3 separate regions of the Rattus norvegicus genome follow, and all the other regions are linked to region 3. Evidence: chromatin contacts called from public Hi-C data. All regions are on one chromosome and are shown on one strand. Each heading gives the region's core, a stretch centred on a gene start, on an enhancer-like site or on the middle of the called end of the contact. The rest is flanking DNA. Distances are from core to core; before and after follow the strand shown.

What was found. A called contact is a pair of places that touch in the nucleus more often than the background predicts.
Region 1: a contact with region 3 is called in a Hi-C map of the A7r5 cell line, with 8 times the contacts expected there. The contact joins two enhancer-like sites. A contact is called at or near these places in 4 of 12 Hi-C or Micro-C datasets (the A7r5 cell line, the Rat2 cell line, kidney and 1 more).
Region 2: a Hi-C map of the A7r5 cell line shows a contact between it and region 3, with 5 times the contacts expected there. The contact joins two enhancer-like sites. A contact is called at or near these places in 5 of 12 Hi-C or Micro-C datasets (the A7r5 cell line, kidney, mammary epithelial cells and 1 more).

The regions. Positions count from the first base shown.
Region 1 is chr7:134,987,314-134,990,253 of GRCr8, forward strand. It overlaps the pseudogene LOC103692986. Among named protein-coding and RNA genes, the nearest start is that of Krt8, 22 kb to the right of the region's middle. Within about 2 kb of position 1,353, at least 37 of the 93 cell types and tissues checked have an H3K27ac peak or open chromatin away from gene starts, as enhancers often do. A contact at or near this core is called in the A7r5 cell line, where this site is marked.
Region 2 is chr7:135,074,585-135,077,284 of GRCr8, forward strand. LOC134479613 (a long non-coding RNA gene) reads left to right here. Exons shown (of 3, transcript XR_010053156.1): 3 at 2,446-2,700. Among named protein-coding and RNA genes, the nearest start is that of Eif4b, 9.3 kb to the right of the region's middle. Within about 2 kb of position 1,432, at least 4 of the 93 cell types and tissues checked have an H3K27ac peak or open chromatin away from gene starts, as enhancers often do. A contact at or near this core is called in the A7r5 cell line, where this site is marked.
Region 3 is chr7:134,314,524-134,317,242 of GRCr8, forward strand. No RefSeq gene overlaps it. Among named protein-coding and RNA genes, the nearest start is that of Smim41, 27 kb to the left of the region's middle. Within about 2 kb of position 1,373, at least 17 of the 93 cell types and tissues checked have an H3K27ac peak or open chromatin away from gene starts, as enhancers often do. A contact at or near this core is called in the A7r5 cell line, where this site is marked.

The DNA.
Region 1 (2,940 bases), core at 103-2,602, 670 kb after region 3:
ACTGTAGGCCTCGGGCTGGATACCCCTTCGGGATCTGGGTTCAGTAACATCATACTCCTGGTAGTGCCCCATGTAGTGCTTCTCTCTGTGCAAGTAACACATCAACAAATGTCTCTCTCACACATCTGCCGTTGTTCCCAGAGCTTCATGCTTCCTGATTCAGTGCGAGCACGTCTGTCTGTGCCTGCCTCTACCTGTCTGTGCCTGTGCACATACAACCTCTACAGAAGATTGCCTCTGGTCTCAAAAGCATGTGAGTACTCATGCACCTGCACACGCATGCACGCACACTCACTCCCTGCCAAGCTTCTGTGGATAGGAAAGCCATCGCTTCAGAGGGCAAAGGAAATGCATACAGGCCTCCCTTCCATTTAGACATCAGGTATTCAAGACCACCCCTCCCCTGCCAGGCACAGGGACACAGGTCCTGACCTCGCTCAGTGTGGATTAAGGGTTGAGGGCCTTGTGGTAGAGTCAGGAAATGCAGGTACAGACTCCAGGGACTGTCAGGGAAGGTCATATCTGAATTGAGAGTCCAAATGCCCACCGAATGGACAGGCAAGACGTTGGAAGCATATTTGGGGTCAGGCATACACAGCCACAAAGCAGATGGTGCGTGGTTTCTTCAAGGATCCTGATAGGAACTGGGCTACTTTTAGCAGCAGAGAAAGGATCCCTCCAGATCTCTGGTCACATCAGGCAGGCCCTAACGCTCAGGTTTCCTGTGTGCTCCTACTGATACAATGGAGGGACACACACTACACTGGAAAGCAAGACATTTAAGCTCCCACTCTGGCATGACCCCAACTGTGCACCCTGAGACTCCAGGACTACAGGGTGCTGGGCCTATGAGCTGGGGACCCACATAGGCCAACTAAGCCCTAGTAACTCAGGTGTGCCCTTCTGATGCCTGCCTTGCTTGTGCCCCCTGGGGCCTGGTCTACCTCCTTTTCGGTCTGCCAACCTTATGAGGCATGGACCACCAGCCTCCGCCTCAGAAGGCTCTAAAGATGGTACTTAGCTCCTGGAACCACGTGCTGCCTCCTGCTGGACAGATGGGGGACAGCAAGCAAGCGAGGCAATGTGACTACAAGCCCTTGGCGCCTCTCCTCTGGTATTTAGACCTGCAGTGCACGGCTTCCTTCACAAACAAGGCTGCCCAGGACGTCTCCCATCTCTTGGCATTCAGCTCACCTCCCACCCACCCACCCGGATACCATACAAGGTGTGGGACTCCTGTGGATAGAGACTAAAATCCACACAAATGTCACTCGCCACGTCACAGTCTACCCAAAACAATGAGAACTTCCCGATTAGTACAAAGCATGCCTCTGTGGCCAATGATAGGCTGTGATCAGGAGCCGCCCAGGTCTGGCTCCTGGAATAGGAGCTGCAAGTTGCTGGCACGCTCGGCTCTGGGCGACAGAGCAGTTTCCTCCGTGCTCCTCTGCTGCCCCCTAGTGGACAGATAGTGTACCTCCGGTGTACTCAAACACGTCCCCTCCGCCAGGGAGGAAACTGAAAATCCAAGAGCTTGGAAGGTTAGGCTTCTGATCTGTACGCCTCGTCCTAGGAGACCATCAGATTGACAGAAGACAGGTCTGGCCACTGGATTCTCCCATACAGATGCCAACCTGTACAGAGGGCACTCTGATGAAGTATTTGAGAATCCCAAATTCTGCATTCCTGGGACAAAACTGATTTTCTCTGAAATGAAGAAGGGAGAAATTAGGAGAACAGTAATGGGGCACTCTCTTGTCCCAGCGCTCAGAAGGCAGAGGCAGGCAGATCTCTAAGTTGAAGCCAGCCTCGTCTACAGAGCAGGCTCTGAGACAGCCAGGGCTACATGGAGAAAGCCTGCCTCAAAAAAGGGGGGGGGTGCTTATTTAATAGCTTCTCTTCTTAAAACTTCAAATGGGGTCAAGTGTGGTGAGACATGCACATTTCACCCCATCGCCTGAGAGACAGAGGAAGATCCCTATGAGTTTGGCGCCAGACTGGTTTACACAGAGAGTTCCAGGCCAGGCAAAGCTACTTAATGAAGCCCTGTTTAAAAATAAACAAACAGGTGTTGTTGATGTATTTTGACAACTGCTCCTGCTTTATGAGTTGAGGGGACAGGACGACCCGTGGAAGGATGGTGTGTGAAAAGTGTGAAAAGAAACTCAGCAGGGTTGTCACTCCAGACACATGGAAGGGCAGGGCCCGGAACATCACAGAAAATAAAGCTTTGACATCAAAAGAAGCAAGGTTTGATCCACATGGAAAAAAATAAGTTCTCCACTTGCAGAATTTGTAAAAGTTCTGTACACCAGCCAGGTTCTCATGACAGTCGAGGCTGTGCCTACAAAAAAGGCATTTGTGCGATGTGCGGCAGAAAGGTTTTGGATACTAAAAACTACAAGCAGACGCCTGTCTGGATACGTTGATGAAGATTCTGACTCTGTGGTTGTGCATTGTGCTCCAGCTTTTCAAGGTGCAACACGGATTCCATCTTGCAAAATGACCTGTTTGAAGATGAATGATTCGGTCAGAAGCAGGGACGTTGATCGGTATTGATCTGTCCGCTCTCGTGAAGTTCTGAATGAAGTTTCTGCCTTAGGTGGTTATTTTCCTTGTGAGCATTCGACTGAACTAGATAAGTGACAAAAATCAATGAATGAGGTGTTCCCGACTTCTGTACGCACTGTCTACTCCACGTTATCTGTATAATTAATGAATAAGGTGTTCCCGAAAAAAATAAACAAACAAAAATTAGCCGGAAGCAGAACTACAGGAGCCAAAAAGCAAGGTTAGTTAGAGACCTTCCCAGAACTGTGGACTTTAGTGGCTTAGGCCTCTGTTTTAGTTCTGCTGGGTGGAGCTGTATACATGTGGAGTTTTATGGCCTGAATGGCCCTTCCACCATGGAGTCAGTTGTGCTAAGGTCTGGGGCTGTTA
Region 2 (2,700 bases), core at 182-2,681, 760 kb after region 3:
GCTCCAATGTGGGAAGAACACTTGGCCACGTGTAGACATGTAGCCAGGCTAGTCCTATGACCGAGAAGGTGAGGAGGGCTATCTCGATTCTCCTTCAATTCCATTCAGCCTGGTCCTCACTCAAGGTACCTCAGAGCTCTATGGGGCAAGGACCGTGGTGGGGGTATAGATGGGTGCATGACCCTTCACCTCAGCCCGGTGTTGATAACAGCACACAATGCGATCCCTCCCTCGGGTTATCCTCAAAGCCCCAGCACCTTCTGTCTCCACTCCCTCCTGGCTCTGTAAACATCATTAAGCTTCACGAAGTTAAGACAAAATCTAATCTTATCCTTACATTCCATCTCCACCATCACCCCGTAATTGGCCCATTCCTTAATTCTTCCAGACCCCTTTGAGTCCATTGAGCTCTCCCAGACAGTGCTGCCTAACGGTGCCTATTGCCAGGGCTTTTTCCTGCTCCTGTTTGCACACACTGCGCTCTCCTTCCCTGTAGCCTTCCTCTCCTAACTCTCAGCTCCTGGGCTCTCTCCTCTGACACCCCGCTACTAAACTGGCTTCACTCAGGGGAGATTGTTCTGTCCCTAGCTGGGGAGCCTGGCCTTACAGCTGGCCAAAGACCATGATCCTTGGCTTGTTATCTGGGGCATCAGTTATGTGAATGAACACTATCTTTGTGCCAAGATGTGGCCTGCTCGTTCTTCCTAAAAGGGAAAAGAGAGAATCCCACAATGGGAAGGGCAGAACCTTCTAGCCAGAAATTAAGAGATATCTAAATGCTGATTTAAATGAGAGATCCCTGCTCCAAAGCCTGATGTACAGGTCTTGTGTAAAAGGAGATCATAATGGAGTAAAGAGAGGCCCAAAGAGGGGCGCAGAGGCTGAGGAAGAGGCCATGGTAGGTTAGGAGCCTGACTATAGAGGCTAAAGGGACCAAAACCAAATTGTGAGAAAGAATGTGTGGTACCTATTCTAGATTAAAGAAAACAGAACTTTACTTGGGGGACAGGGGGCGTCTTATCTGATGTTTACATTCCAGAGGACCCTGCAGCTTCTCTTCTTCATGAGAAAACATCTGCAAGGGTGTCCTTCCCAAACAAAGCAGAGAGATTCCAGTCTCTCCCTCAGCTTCCCCTCCCCACCCCCAGCCCCGCACCTCTGACCCTGCTGTCTGGATGTCTAGCTGGCTTAGAGGACTGAGAACAGGAGTCTGTCTCCATTTTCTCTTTCCTTGCCTGCTCTGAAATCATCCCTTGAGATGCCTTCCCTGAGATAACACGAGAGGAAGTTTCCGGGCCCTAAAAGGACAAACAGGCGCATACACACACGCACACACGCACGCATGCACGTAGGCAGGCACAACCTTGTGCTGACACACACCTCCACACCCCAGAACATTCACGCACAAAATATCAGAAATAGCCTCGGAGGGAAATAGCTGAGTCTCTCAGTCACTCTGCCTCTCTCCACGCTACCCTCAACAGAAAGTCAGGGCTAGAGAGGTCAGGAGTTAAGAGTACTTGCTGCTCTTTCAAAGTTCAGTTCACAACTGCCTGCAACTGCAGGCCTAGGGGAATCCAACACCTCTGATCTCTGAGAGCACCTTTGTTCAAATAAAATACCCACATATGAGGCACAGTTTAAACGCAATAAATCTTTTTTTTTTTTAAAAGAAAGGTGAAGGAAGTCAACACATCATTAGTCCGTCTGTCTATCCTGTCTGTAGTAGGTCAGACACCGTGCTGGCACTGCTGAGAGGTGGCTACCCTCAGTATCCAGTAGTAGAAACTATGATCCAGCTATTAAAAGAGAGACAAAGTTGTCTTGGAGAATCAGGAAAGCGGTGACCTCTGAGTTGGCCTGTAGGGAACCTGTTGGAAATGAATGCACACGCAGTGTGGAAGGGCATCCTAGGCCAGAGGAAAGACCTGGCAAAGGTCTGGACCCTCCTCCCCCGCCCTCTCCAGCATCCTGTCCAGGGGCCGTTAGACATGTTCCTGGGTTTCTGGGGATCACTAGACATGTTGTGCTGGCTAGTTTTATGTCAACCTGACACAAGTTGCAGTTATCTGAAAGGAGGGAGCCTTAGTTGAGAAAATGACTCCGTTAGATCCAACTGTAGGACATTTTCTTAATTAGTGATTGACGTGGGAGGGCCCAACCCATCGTAGGTGGTGCCATCTCTGGGCCGGTGATCCTGGGTGCTGTAAGAAAGAGTGGGCTGTGCAAACCACAAGGAGCAAACCAGTAAGCTTGGCCTCTACATCAGCTCCTGCCTCCAGGAGTCTGCCTTGTTTGAGTTCCTGTCTGACTTCCCTCATTGATAGCTGAAAATGTAAGACAAATAAAGCCTTTCCTCCCCAACCTGCTTTCAGGCACCACGCGCATGCGCACACACAATCCCCTTCAACCTCGTCCTCATGGATGTCTCCTTTGCCTTCTCAGGGCCCTGGTGACAGACCAGCGGTGTTAATATGAAGGAAGAAACAGGGAGACAGAAGAGAAGATCAACCATCTGAGAGAGCCAGGCCCAGAACCAGATCTTGTCTGGGGAACAGAGGAAGTCTGAAGCTTCGCTTTGGATAGCTGTTCGAACTGTCTCTTCGGACATTTCATTCCAAACCTGCTTATTGTTTTGTCCTCACAGCTTCATCAGCAGTCTCCACTTTACTGATGGCAGTTGAGGTAGTGGCCTGACTC
Region 3 (2,719 bases), core at 123-2,622:
AGGTGAGGCCCTTCGGCAGGCAAGGAGCGGGAACTGGGAGAGGAGGCAGAAAGCTTACAAATGCTGACAATATGTGCACGCAAGCCTCAAGCCACTTGTCACTGCTTAGTTAAACAGAAAAGCAGCAGCAGACTGGAAGTGTTATAACTCAGTGGCCGGGAGCTTGCTTAGCATGGGCAAGGCCCCCCAGTTTGGTTTTCCAGTGCTGTAAAACCGAAACAAAAATCCCAACATCCTAGACACAAAACCAGAGGAAGCAGGTCACACTGACCCAGGTCCTCCTGGTATAAAACCATCTAAAGCTGACAGGATAAACAAGCAGTAAATCTGGTTAGCAACTCCTTTCTTTAATACCTACCCGTGGTTTTAGGACAGCAGCCTCTGACTGACTGCGAAGGTAAACCATCAGTAATAGAAGGTGGTTACTTACTGTCCTCAGTTGGCTTAGGAGGGTGAACTGAGCCCCGCTTTCATGCCCAAGGCTCAGGCCATCCTAGGCAGAATGAGGGTCCCATGCCTACTTCTACAAAAAGCCCTAGGCAGCAGGGTGGTGGTAGCACCCAGGAGGCAGAAGTAGGAGGATCTTTGTGAGTTCGAGGCCAGCCTGGTCTACAGAGTGAGTTCCAGGACAGACAGGACTACAAAGAGAAACCATGCCTGGAAAGTCTGGATGGGAATGGCTGTTCTTTCTCACAGTCTCCGAGAGGCTGATATCCTTTTACTGCTTCAGCGAAAACTCTGTTTAAAGGCCTGCCATTAAGATACTTCCTCCTTCTCTTGCTCAGTTTGGTTTTATCTGGTGAGAGGCCACAGGAGAGACCCCCACCAGAGGACCTGCATGGTTCTCCAGGTCCTCGATTACGAGACCAGACTCAGCCATGCGTGGCCTTCTTCACAGCATCCTAGCTGTGCAGAGTTAGAGAGACGGGAGAGTTCATTCTGCTCTCCAGGGCTGGCCAGTGCCTCAGAGCAGTATAGTATCTGTGCCAAGCACTTAGCATGGGTTGTCAGGCTGAGTTACCCAGCCAGCTCTGGGCACTCTGGGTCCTGAGCCTGACCTGACCATCCCGTTCCGAGAGTCTGTTTCGAACGCTGCAGGCTCTGGAGTACTTAGTGTCCCTGGGTGTTACGAGTGTGGTGTCCTCGGCCTCGGTCAACATTCCCATAAAATATGGTTTCCTTTTTGCTTTAAAAATGTTTTTCTTAGGGCACAGCCAGTCCACCCACCCCTCAGCTTTCTTCCTAGCAAGACCTGCGTGAGCAATTTTTATTGCAATGAGATAAAGACTTTGTGGCCACAGAGCAAACAGCCTGCTTCCTGCAGATAGTCCTGGGTCAGATTTCTCCTCCCCACCCGGCTGCCTGGAGACTTAGTCACAACGTTCTTGCCACCTCTGTTTCCCAGGGCTAAGTGCTTTTCACTTCTGTGTGTTCGTTGGGACTTTGAGATGGATTGCTTCCCACTTTGACTATTGGGAAGAAGAAGCAGGCTGTCATTGATGATAAAATTAAGAATGAGAACCCCCTAATTGTAAAGGAAATATCTGTGTTCCCGTGGCAGTGGGTTCCACTGCTGTACTTGAACATCAGCCAGGCAGAGTTTATCAGAGGTGGGGCAGAAAGAGAGAGGAGACAGCCTTAGAAGGCAGGGGATGGCCATCTTGTAAGAGAGGTACAGCTTTAAGGCTGGAGCTGGCCAGAGGGGGACCCTGAAGCAGTCCACTTGTAGGCTGATGGGAAACAGGGCCCTGACCCCAGTCCTATCATTCAGAGCTGTGTGACCTTGGGTGACTCACTCAGCCTTTCTAGCAATAGTGACTGTCACAAGGGATGTTGGGAGGACTAGGTGCTTAAATTATTATACATGAGGGGCAAGAATAGAGCCTGGCGTTTTAGTAGTGAAAGGATCTTGTGCTGTGGTTGAATGGGTGGAGGGAGGATGCAGGAGGAGGAGGAAGGCTAGGAGGAGGAGGGAGAGGAGGGCTTGCAGTGAGCACTGGGGAGCTTCGACTGACTGGGTGGATAGATGGAGGAGGGTTCACAGTGAGCGCTTGTGTGTGTGTGTGTGTGTGTGTGTGTGTGTGTGTGTGTGTTAGTGTTAGTTTGGAGTGAGCTGACACAGCTGTGAGGTAAAACATGTCCTGGTGTAAAGCTTCCTGTGGACTCTGGAAGGATTGAAGAGGGGGCAATAAGGTGTTTTCTTTGCATGGACTGTCTAGGGCCAGCCACCTCCTTTTGATGCCCAAGAGGCCTGGATTCAGGATGTTGGGCAGATAGAGGGGGTTTGAGATGGGCACACCCCCTCTCTCCACTCAGCTGCTCTGACTTCCTTCTCTCCTTGGCTGGCACCCAGGAATTTCGACAGGGAGCTCACCGATAAAGGACCAGGATTGCCCTGTTTAGCAAACACCACTAGCGAGACCCTTAGCAATGGCTCTGTGACCATGCTGTAGGTCCAGCCTCCTTGTGACAATGAAGCTCACACAAGCTCGGGGGTGCCACCAGGAGGATCCAACCTGCAGAGACCGGAGGATGGCTAAGAACCTGGTGTCCCCAAGCAAAGAGAGGTGCAGCAGGCGCGGGAACTCCTCCGTGTGTTGTTCAGAACGATGCTCAAGAGATTAGGCAACTTCACCAGGCTCTAACCTGTGTGAATGGAGAGTGAAGGGGGTGGGGGTGGGGACAGGACGAGTGAGATAGTGATCTGAGATGCAGCAGT